Linked DNA regions of Rattus norvegicus: region 2 is linked to region 1. The links are chromatin contacts, called in public Hi-C maps. All regions are on one chromosome and are shown on one strand. Each heading gives the region's core, a stretch centred on a gene start, on an enhancer-like site or on the middle of the called end of the contact. The rest is flanking DNA. Distances are from core to core; before and after follow the strand shown.

Region 1 (5,236 bases), core at 1,896-4,395:
AGGGACCCAGTATCCTCCAGGGCTGGAAAAAGTTTTATTTGCAGCAAAGAAAGTTGTGGGCCACATGGGAAGAAGTTGCAAGCACTCAGACTTTCCTCACTCTGAGCCGTTGCAGCGTCCCTGAGGCTGCCAAGTGATTTGCCACTAATTAGGCCATAATGAACTGGACCTTGGTGGCTTCTTTAGCCTCCCGATGGGGACACAGACTCAGCAGGGCACCTGGGGCCCAATTACCATCAGCCTGAACCTAATGCCTGGTCCAGCTGAGGCCTGGATCCCAGGGAGTCCCATCTGCCCCAGGTGCCCACTTTGCCTGGACAAACTTTTAATGAGCAAAGTGGCTACTTCTCTTACTTGCCTGCTGCTAACACAGGTATGACCCCTGGGTCCTGCCTGCTCTCGGCCTAAAGAGACAGAGTGATTTTTAGTGTGTGCTGTCAACCAACAGGCAGTTCTGTCAATCAACACTGACCATGAGTGACTCTGGTGCAGGCCCAGGCCTCTTAGGCCTTTGTCCTCAGGAATAACAGTCACAGGGTTGACGTGAGGACCAGATAACGTAACACACACTGAAGTGTTGGTTATTTAGCTGTGGTTGTTATTGTCCTCGGCCCTGCTGTGACCTTGACTTGACCTTTCTCTGCTACAGATAAAACTAGCTCAGCCCCAGATGGACCAGAGCCAGCTCTGGCCTGGGTGCTCATAATCATTGGTGTGAAAATTATTAGCCTTCATCTCATATGCTAGTTATATTACATGAATTAGAGTCTATGTGGAATGCTGGAACTAGACCTTGGCATGATGGGCTCAGTATACTAAGCCATCTTTCCAGTTGCTCTGATCCAGCAACTGATCTTCCATACATCAAGTGAACCCCTACTGTGTGCCAAGGTTGGTGGTACTAGGCCCTGCAGATATAGCAGTGAACAAGGCTGGCCCTTGGAGATAACTTTTACTGGGGGAATTCAAATACATAAAGCCGTCCTTTCAGGGCCAAGGGTACAAGCTGAGGTGGGGTAAAGCCCTTAGCAGAGGAGCCTCAATCCCCCTCTAGAGAGGTGGGGTGGAAACGGTCAGGGAAGATTTCCCATAGTGAAATACAAAAGGTGCAAGACAGGGTTTGCTGAGTTCTTCTAACAGATGGGGCCCTGTCCAGTGTTTTGTAACAATGATCTCAGTCCACCTCAACTCTCATAAGGCAGAAGAGGTTGCTTAGATTCTACTGAGTGGAACTGATGGTCAAATCAGCTGTCTAAAATCAACCAGCCAATAAACAGTGGTGCCAGAATCCAACAAGAAATTGTTTAAACTCAAACCTTGTGCCCATTTCGTCATCTACGGGGGTATCTATGGTGGTGGTTTGGATGGATAGATAGAAGAGGGAGGCCCTAGTAGGAGAAGAGACCTTCTCACAGAAAACTGGCTTCACTGATGAGAACTCAGCCCTGAGATTTACCCTGCAAGTACTGTGGAGAGACAGTAGAGAGGCTGTCCTAGGCACCAGCACAGGCCTGGCCACAGCTTCCCCCTGCCCTGGCCCACTTGCTAGTATGACCATGACCTAGAGAAAGTGACATCATGGCTCTGCACATCAGTTTCATTCTGCAAAATGGGAGGGATGACAGTAGCAGGCGCGAGTGGTAGTTACCCCCACCCCTACCTCAGCTTTAAGTTACCACCCATAGCATTCTCAGCTCTTAGTTTCTCTCTCTTCCCCAAGTTATCTGGGTAGTTTTTTTTTTTTTTTTTTTTTTTTTTTTTTTTTTTTTTGGTTCTTTTTTTTCGGAGCTGGGGACCGAACCCAGGGCCTTGCGCTTCCTAGGTAAGCGCTCTACCACTGAGCTAAATCCCCAGCCCCATATCTGGGTAGTTTTAAGGAATAGATTGGCACTTAGGATAATGCTTGGTGCATAGGAAATGGTCAGAAAATGTTGTCCTTATGAACATTCGAGATGTTTCCCAAAGTGTCACAGGATGCTAGTATATTTTGAAAAAGGGAGTTCTGCTATAGTAAACATCAAAACACAGAACTGAACCAAGAGAAGCACACCTTTTCCCCACTGAAAGACTCAAACTCATTAAAAGAAATTGTCCTTTTCCTGTGCATCACGTGGAGTGTGTGTGTGTGTGTGTGTGTGTGTGTGTGTGTGTGTGTGTGTGTGTGTGCCCTAGAAGACACTTAGGAAAATGCAAGGTCCTTTCACTTTAAAAAATTTTTTTTGAGGCAGGTTAAGCTTCACATAGCTCAGGCTAGCCTCTACTGTACTGTAACTGGTTATGTATGATCTTTAACTCTATACCCTCTTGCCCCTACTTCCCAAGTGGGAATTAGCAGCGTATGCCATCAAGCCAAGCTCACAGAGCTTTTGTTATGCCTCAGTTGGTCTCTGTGGGTCTCAGGGTCACCATGTGGACTTAGGCCTCAGTTTCCTTTTGTGAAATTCGAACAACTCTATGCACAACAGGGCCTATTGCAGTGTTGTTAGGACTTAGGGAATTAATGTATTTATTTACACAGTTCCTGGCACACAGACTATGAATGTTAGCTTTTAAATCTCCTGGGGATGAGTCATGATTGATCCTCATCCAGATGCGTGGCTCTTGCCTAGACCTTAGCAGGTGACCCCCAAGTCCTTTCAGTTTGGAGTTTAAGTCGAACACACCCCAGGATGAGATATAATGATTACTTTCTCTCCTTTCTCCCCTTGACCTCTGGTCACTGGGGATATTACTGGGCCAGGGTCTAGGGTCCAGCGGCCAAGACTTTTGGATGGACCGGGAGGAGGGGATCTGGAAATCGGGCCAGCAAAACATCGGGAACCCTGGATCCGGTCTCCCTTGCTACTCGGTGGTGGGGTCATGGCGGCCTCGGCTTCCGTGGGTGGCGCTGGGAGTTTCAGGCAGCTCCGTCAGGCTTGCGCCAGGTTGCCAAAGCCGAGCCTCCTCAGCACTCCGCTGGGGCTCGTTAGCGCCGCGGGCTGGCTGTCGCCGCAGCGGCCCGTGGGAGCCAGGCGATCTTGTAAACATTCAGTCCCCATGCTCTGACAAGGCCCGGGGGAAGCGGCAGGTTTAAGGGCGGCCAAAGACTGCGAGCTGGGAGCGCGGTGCCTGGTGGTTCTGTCGCCTGGACCTGGGCGCCAGCGGCTGGTAAGCGCCGCCGCGCGGGGGCGCCCGAGTCCACGGTACGAGCTTGTAGGGTGAGCGCGAAACTGGAAGACACCCGCGCGACCCAGGAAGGCGAGTTGTTTAACACCTGCCTATGTAGTTGGCAATATTCAGGACCTCAGTGCCCTCCACGGCCAAACACCGTTCCAGATTCTTCTCTCTCAGCTTTTAAAATAAACTTGGATAAACTTGGAACCAGGCAGGGGCTGAGGGAGCTGAAGGGTCTTGGGTGAACATGCCCGGGCACCTCACTGTGTTTCTCAATGCTCTGCCTGTGTGCTAGCTTAAATCCAGTTAATCTTCCTCTTCTCCTTACCAATGGAAAATTAAAATTAAGATGTCAAAAGATCATATTAGGGTGTGGAGGCTCTCTAACGCAAGCTGTAGAGGTGGAGGTAGATCCATCAGAGGTTCAAAGTCCACCCTGACTAGACAGCAAGTTTGACATAGCCTGGGCTACAGGAGATATGGCATTAATAAACAAGCAGAAACAACCCAAAACAACCCAAACCCCCACCCCTGATAAAACAACAACCAAATCAACGAGAAACAAAAGCTCCCCAAAACCCTCTACTTCCACTCCCTCACCCTGCCCCACCATATTGAAACCTGTATTTTGCATTGGTTGCCCCATTAGAGAACCCAGTCCTACTTGGGATGGGCATGACTCTGAAAAGTGTTAAGTTCCCCGGAACTCACTTGCTAGGACCAGCACTCATTGAGCCGTGCTTGATGAGTCTCTCTGTTCTTTCAGTATAGGGCGTGGATCAGAGTTGCCCTCCCCCATCCCTAATTTGGCGTCCTTGTCCCTTCGGACTAGAAAGCAATAGTGCTACAAGCTAATCTTAATCCTGAAGTCCATCACACGGTGATTCCGATGTCTGCACTTCTGTCAGACTGGGTTGGGATCATGTCTCCTCGAGGATAAGTACCTCATCTGCTCTGCTGGTCACCATAAACCTGGTGGCTTACCTTTACTCTCTCACAGATTTGGAGGCTGGGTATTTCAAGACTCAGGTGCTGGCAGATTAAGTGTCTGGTGAGGGCCCTGTTCTGAGGTTGCAGAAAAAGAGGAAGTTACTGTCTGTGGGAACAGTAGTAGTGAGACTCAGGCACATGTATTGTGGAGACGGGCAAGCCTCCTTTCCTGAGCCTTCGGATCCAGTTGCCTGTCGTCAGTTTAGTCAGTTTACTGGCGGCAGGTATCCCGCTGCTAACAGGGAAGGTGGAGGAGGGAAGGCCAATGCTTGCTAATTTCCCATCGTTCCCAGGCACCGTGGAGGTGCTTCCCTTCCTGGGCACAGTCATTCTGGCCTTAGGTTTGCTGGTTTACAGCTACAACAGAAAGGAGGGCTGCTGAGCTGTTCATTATCCTGCACAGATAGCTCAGCCTCATGGTTTGGTGTGGGGCTTATGATCAACTTGTATGTCCTTCATTTGCAAAGAAGGAACAATGGTTGGGTAGAAGAAACACATATGAAGTTCAAAATGGCAAACAGGCTAAGTTAACTCTAAATTATAATTTTGGAAGAAACTTTTTTTTTTTGTATTTTTTGTTCTTGTTTTGTCTTTTTCTCTGTGTAGCTCTGGCTGTCCTGGAATCCAATTTGTAGACCAGGCTGGCCTTGAACTCAGAGATTCACTGGCCTTTGACTTCTAAGTGCTGGAATTAAATGTGTGTGCCATCACTCCCATCTGGGAAAAAATGATTTAAAAATGACATCTACGTGGGGAGCTGAGCAGGATCTGACTCAAGTGTTAAGACAGCATAGGGACAGACACAGTATAAAGACAAACATGCCCAGCCTTTATCTTCCTCAGTTATCCGTCAGATGCTTACAGGCTGCAGTGAAGTGTCAGAGGAACCAGGAAACTGTTGTAGGCCCCCACAGAGATCTTGTCTACAGTTCATCTGGAGATATCCTGAATCAGGGTTAGTTAAGAGCAGACATGGATTTGCTCTGACAGTGTCTGACATCAGAGTTCTTTTGTGCTTCGCCACCCTTTGGTGCTCCTACTTATGGGAGCAGGGTAGGGCACCTTTGCACCTATGCAAAGCCCTCTCTCAATT
Region 2 (4,769 bases), core at 2,267-4,766, 220 kb after region 1:
CCAAACTCAGGGCTGAAATCAATCAAATAGAAAAAAAGAAAACAAAACCAAAAGCTGGTTCTTTGAGAAAATCAACAAGCTAGATAAACCCTTAGCCAGACTAATCAGAGGGCTCAGAAAGGGTATCCAAATAAACAAAATCAGATATGAAAAGGGAGACATAACAACAGAAATGGAGGAAATAAAAAAAAATTAGATCTTGCTACAAAAACCTGTACTCAACAAAACTGAAAAATCTTGATGAAATGGATGAATTTCTAGATAGACGCCATATACCAAAGTTAAATCAAGAGCAGGTAAACTATCTAAACAGGCCCATATCCCATAAGGAAATAGAAGTCTTTAAAAACCTTCCAACCAAAGAAAAAGCCCAGGGCCAGATGGCTTTAGTGCAGAATTCTACCAGACCTACAAAGAAGACCTGATACCAATATTTCTCAAACTATTCCATAAAATAGAAAGGTGACACTACCTAATTCATTCTATGAAGCCACAATTACTGTAAAACCTAAACCACATAAGGACACAACAAAAAAGAGAACTTAAGACCAATTTCACTTATGAATATTGATGCACTAATACTCAATAAAATTCTTGCAACTGAATCTAAGAACACATCAAAACCATCATTCACCACGAACAAGTAGGCTTCATCCCAGGGATGCAAGGTTGGTACAATATATGAAGATCCATTAATGTAGTCCACTATATCAATGAACTCCAAGAAAAAAAAATCATATGATCATCTCATTAGATGCTGAAAAGAATTTGACAAAATACAACACACCTTTCAGGTTAAAAGTATCGGAGAGATCAGGAATTCAAGTTTTATACCTAAACATTATAAAAGCAATTTACTACAAACCAACAGTCAATATCAAATTAAATGGAAAGACACTTTAAGCAATGCTACTAAAATCAAGTGACCAGACAAGGATTCCCACCCTCCTCATATCCATTCAATACAGTGTTTGAAGTTCTAGTTAGAACAATAAGACAACAAAAAGAGATCAAGGGAATACAACTTGGCAAAGAAGAATTAAAGGTATCACTATTTGCAGATGATATGATAGTACACATAAGTCACCCCAAAATTCTACCAGAGAGCTTCCACACCTGATAAACAACTTCAGCAAAGTGGCTGGACATAAACTTAACTCAAATAAATTGGTAGTCTTCCTTTATGCAAACGATAAACAGGCTGAGAAGAAATTAGGGAAACAACTCCCTTCACAATAGCCACAAACAACATAAAATACCTTGGTGAGGCTCTAACCAAACAAGTGAAAGATCTGTATGACAATAACTTCAAGTCTCTCAAGAAAGAAATTGAAGATCTCAGAAAATGGAGAGATCTCCCATGCTCATGAACTGGCAGAATCAACAACAATAAAAATGGCCACCCTATCAAAGGCAATCTATAGATTCAACGCAATCCGCATCAAAATACCAACACGATTCTCCAAAGGCACGGAAAGATCAAATGAAAATGCAACAGCTGTTCTTACACTACGTCCTGAAAAGCATCTCCTGCACCTTCCACCACATACCAAGATGTGCCCCTCACCATGCACGGATGCATGTTAGAAGCAGAGGGAAGTCACGCCCCTTGGAAGAATAAAACCAGGATCACCTAGTAATATATTGATGTACACTGACGACTTTTGTCTCAGGCCACGTGTGGTATAGAGCTTGAATAATCAGTGGTTTACGGTTCTTGTTACACTTGGCAATATTTATTAACTCATAAGTATATGTTACTAGATAGGGTGTGTAAAGGGAAGATTTACACTGGCTTTAAATACTCCTTTATCTCCAGGACCTAAACAGTGCTTACCAGGCAACTGCCTGCAGACTATGTGCCTGCCATATACATCAGGGTTAGGGGATAGTTTCTAAATCCCAAATGCTTTTATTGCAATAAATATACAGTGATAGGTTTAAAATATAAGGTAAAATAATAGAAAGCACTCTTGAGTACCAGGCAGGGCTCTGTGCACTTTACATAGATAATTGGTATTTCATAACCCGAGATAGAAACCATTATTGTCCTCATTTTACAGGTGCTTGGCCCAGGTTTCCACTGTTTACTTTGGGAAGCAGAGATCTATGAGATCTAGAATCCTAAGATCCAGTTGTGTAATAATACTGACCTCAAAGGGATCCTGGAGTAAGTACTCTCCTTTCGCTCCATCACCCCCTCCACTTTTCTGAAATGCTGGGGATTTAACAAGAATCTCAAGCATGTGCCAGGCAGATGCTTTACTGCTGAACCAAATCCCCCGTCTTCTTACTCTTCCCGCTGCACCCGCGACAGCCAAATACCACTCAGTGCTCTCTGCAATGCCTGGACCCGGTGCCTATTCATTTTACCTTATTTGGGATCATGCTCCTCTCACGGGATCTGATTCCATGATCTCACTGCTGACATCATTTACCACGAGTCCATTGTTTTCTTAATTTAGAAATCTACTACTCATATTTTCTGTATTTCTCACCATGTCCTCACGCCATGACGCATTTAATACAGAGATATTTTCAGTTTTGCTCAGTGTATTCTTGATGTCTCGATACTTGTTAAATGCCTGAGATTTAAATGTAAATGTTTAGGTTCAGCTGATGGTAGAGGTTTTAGAATCTTCATCAAAGGCAGTGTGTGTGTGTGTGTGTGTGTGTGTGTGTGTGTGTGTGTGTGTGTGTGTCTGTGTGTGTGTGGTGTGTCCACCTGCTCATGCTTTGGTGTCAAAAGCACTACTTAAAGCTACAGAAAACCAGAAAACCAAAACAACAACAAACAAACAACCCAGCAGATGAAAATCTGGAAGACATCGAGGCAAAGAAAGATAGAAATAATAAGTCACGATAAATCACAAAATGTGGTGGAAGCACGTTAGTTAAATATAGTGCCTCAAAAAATGTAAACGTGGGAAAGATGTCAAAGGTCTGGGCATAAATATAGTTCTCAAATAGAGATCTTTTATTAAACATAAATTAGTTGGTCAAGAGTTTGAATCATTAACTGCTCAGACCAATCCGAGCCTGCAGCTGACGGCAGCCATCAATACAGGCCGAATACAAAACTGTAAAAATGTTAACTTTCTTTATGCGGTTTTGTTCCCCAGAGTGAACTTTGTAGACAACATCAAAAGGTTGCACCCAGCAAGCAACCTGTGTCTCCACAGTGCCCAGGGCAGCGAAGGGAGGAGGCGGAGCCTGGAAGCTGCTGAGAGCCAGGCTAGGGTCTGGGAGTGGCGGACCGTGCCTTCCTGACCTTCGGGCGCTAGGTAACCCTGCTGGTTGGGGACCGGAAAGGGCAAAGAGGGCAGGACCTGTGTCTTCCTCCAAAGAGGCCTGCTGTCGCCTCCTTCTCGGCTCAGAGTACCCCGCAGGGGAGGTGCGGGGCTCCAGAGCTCCAGTCCGCAGTGTGCTGGAGCAAGCGCCCGCGCGCCAGAAACCGCGACCGCAGCGGGAGGCGCGGGAGCCCAGGCAAGAGCTGGGCCCTCGCGACTTCCGTAGCGCTCCAGGATCCGCCCACGGCGCAGGAACCGACGAATCACATGCCAGGATCTGTTCCGTCCAACGTCTGCACTCAGAGTGGCGTGATTGGTTGTTCGCTTGCCACTTTGCATGGTTGAATGAGCTCAGCTTGGTTTCCTAAAGTAGCACCTGCACACATTGGGGTCCGCGGTTCCCTGGAACACAAATGGCGATTATGGCTCCAGGTTTCAGGCATTTAAACAAAAGTTTTAATAAATTCTTCTGTCTTTACACTTCCATACTTCCTCAGGTAGCTCCTCAGACAACAAACTAGTTCCAGAGTTAGAAACAGATATTAAATTACGAAGCAGAAGAGTCCTGATCATAAGCTGCCACTAAAAAATTTTTAAAGCAGTGCGTACCCTTTCCTCTCATCCAACCACAGAGACACACAAGACACAAACAACAGGCTGTTGAACCAGTGACCTGGATTTTTCTTTGTACAGGCTTGTTCTTTTTCTGACACTTGGACTTTGAGTAAGCAAGAGAAGACACTCAATGACATACCGGAAGTAACCAAAAATCCTGGAAGAATCCAAGTTCTGGTGATATGTTTATTATTGGGACTGATGTTCTTTGAATCCCATGATAATGTCAGAGCTTCGTACATGGTTAACATTCTTCAGTATGGGGCCCAGAAAATTACTGAAAATAAACAGGACCAGCACAGTAGGAGGAGGAAGAGGGGCGGAGATTTGAGCTTAGCCGGTTTCTTAGTAGAGACAAATGACTGTCCTTATGCCACAGTGAACAGATGAATTCAAATAAGACGTTTTAAAAACATTAATTGATCATGAGTACAAAGAGACCTGGATTGCAAGTATGGGTCATACATTCTCTGTCTTAAAGTCACCCAAGTTCAAGGGAATTTAAACCAGTTAAAAGGGACATCTTTTTCATGCATAATTGAATGTGTTTGTTACTGTGACTGACTCTTAAAGGCCCTGAAATGTATACCATAGAGTTGTTGGGGGAAGAAGCTTGTGATTATGAGGAACACTTTGGGCTTAAAGGTTTTGAAGACAAGATCAAGTAACCTCATTGGCTGATGAACTTATACAGAATAAAAATGAGCAAAGGGTCTCCTACATTAATTACATTTATAGAGTTTCTTTCTAGTATGGGCCTGTTCAGGGATCTGAAAAGAACCATAATGTACAAAAGCTTTTCTATAAAACTTGCACTTACTTTTATAATATTTTAGGTATTTCTAGTATTAGGTATTCTCTAGA

Evidence for each region. Hi-C and Micro-C count contacts between places; a contact is called where the count stands out from the background.
Region 2: a Hi-C map of Schwann cells shows a contact between it and region 1, with 2.8 times the contacts expected there. The contact joins the promoter of Trim68 here to the enhancer-like site in region 1.

The regions. Positions count from the first base shown.
Region 1 is chr1:166,315,121-166,320,356 of GRCr8, forward strand. It overlaps the pseudogene LOC120099898. Among named protein-coding and RNA genes, the nearest start is that of Or55b10, 21 kb to the left of the region's middle. Within about 2 kb of position 3,146, at least 30 of the 93 cell types and tissues checked have an H3K27ac peak or open chromatin away from gene starts, as enhancers often do. A contact at or near this core is called in Schwann cells, where this site is marked.
Region 2 is chr1:166,535,891-166,540,659 of GRCr8, forward strand. It overlaps Trim68 (tripartite motif containing 68), which reads right to left and starts at 3,517. Exons shown (of 7, transcript NM_001401504.1): 1 at 3,330-3,517.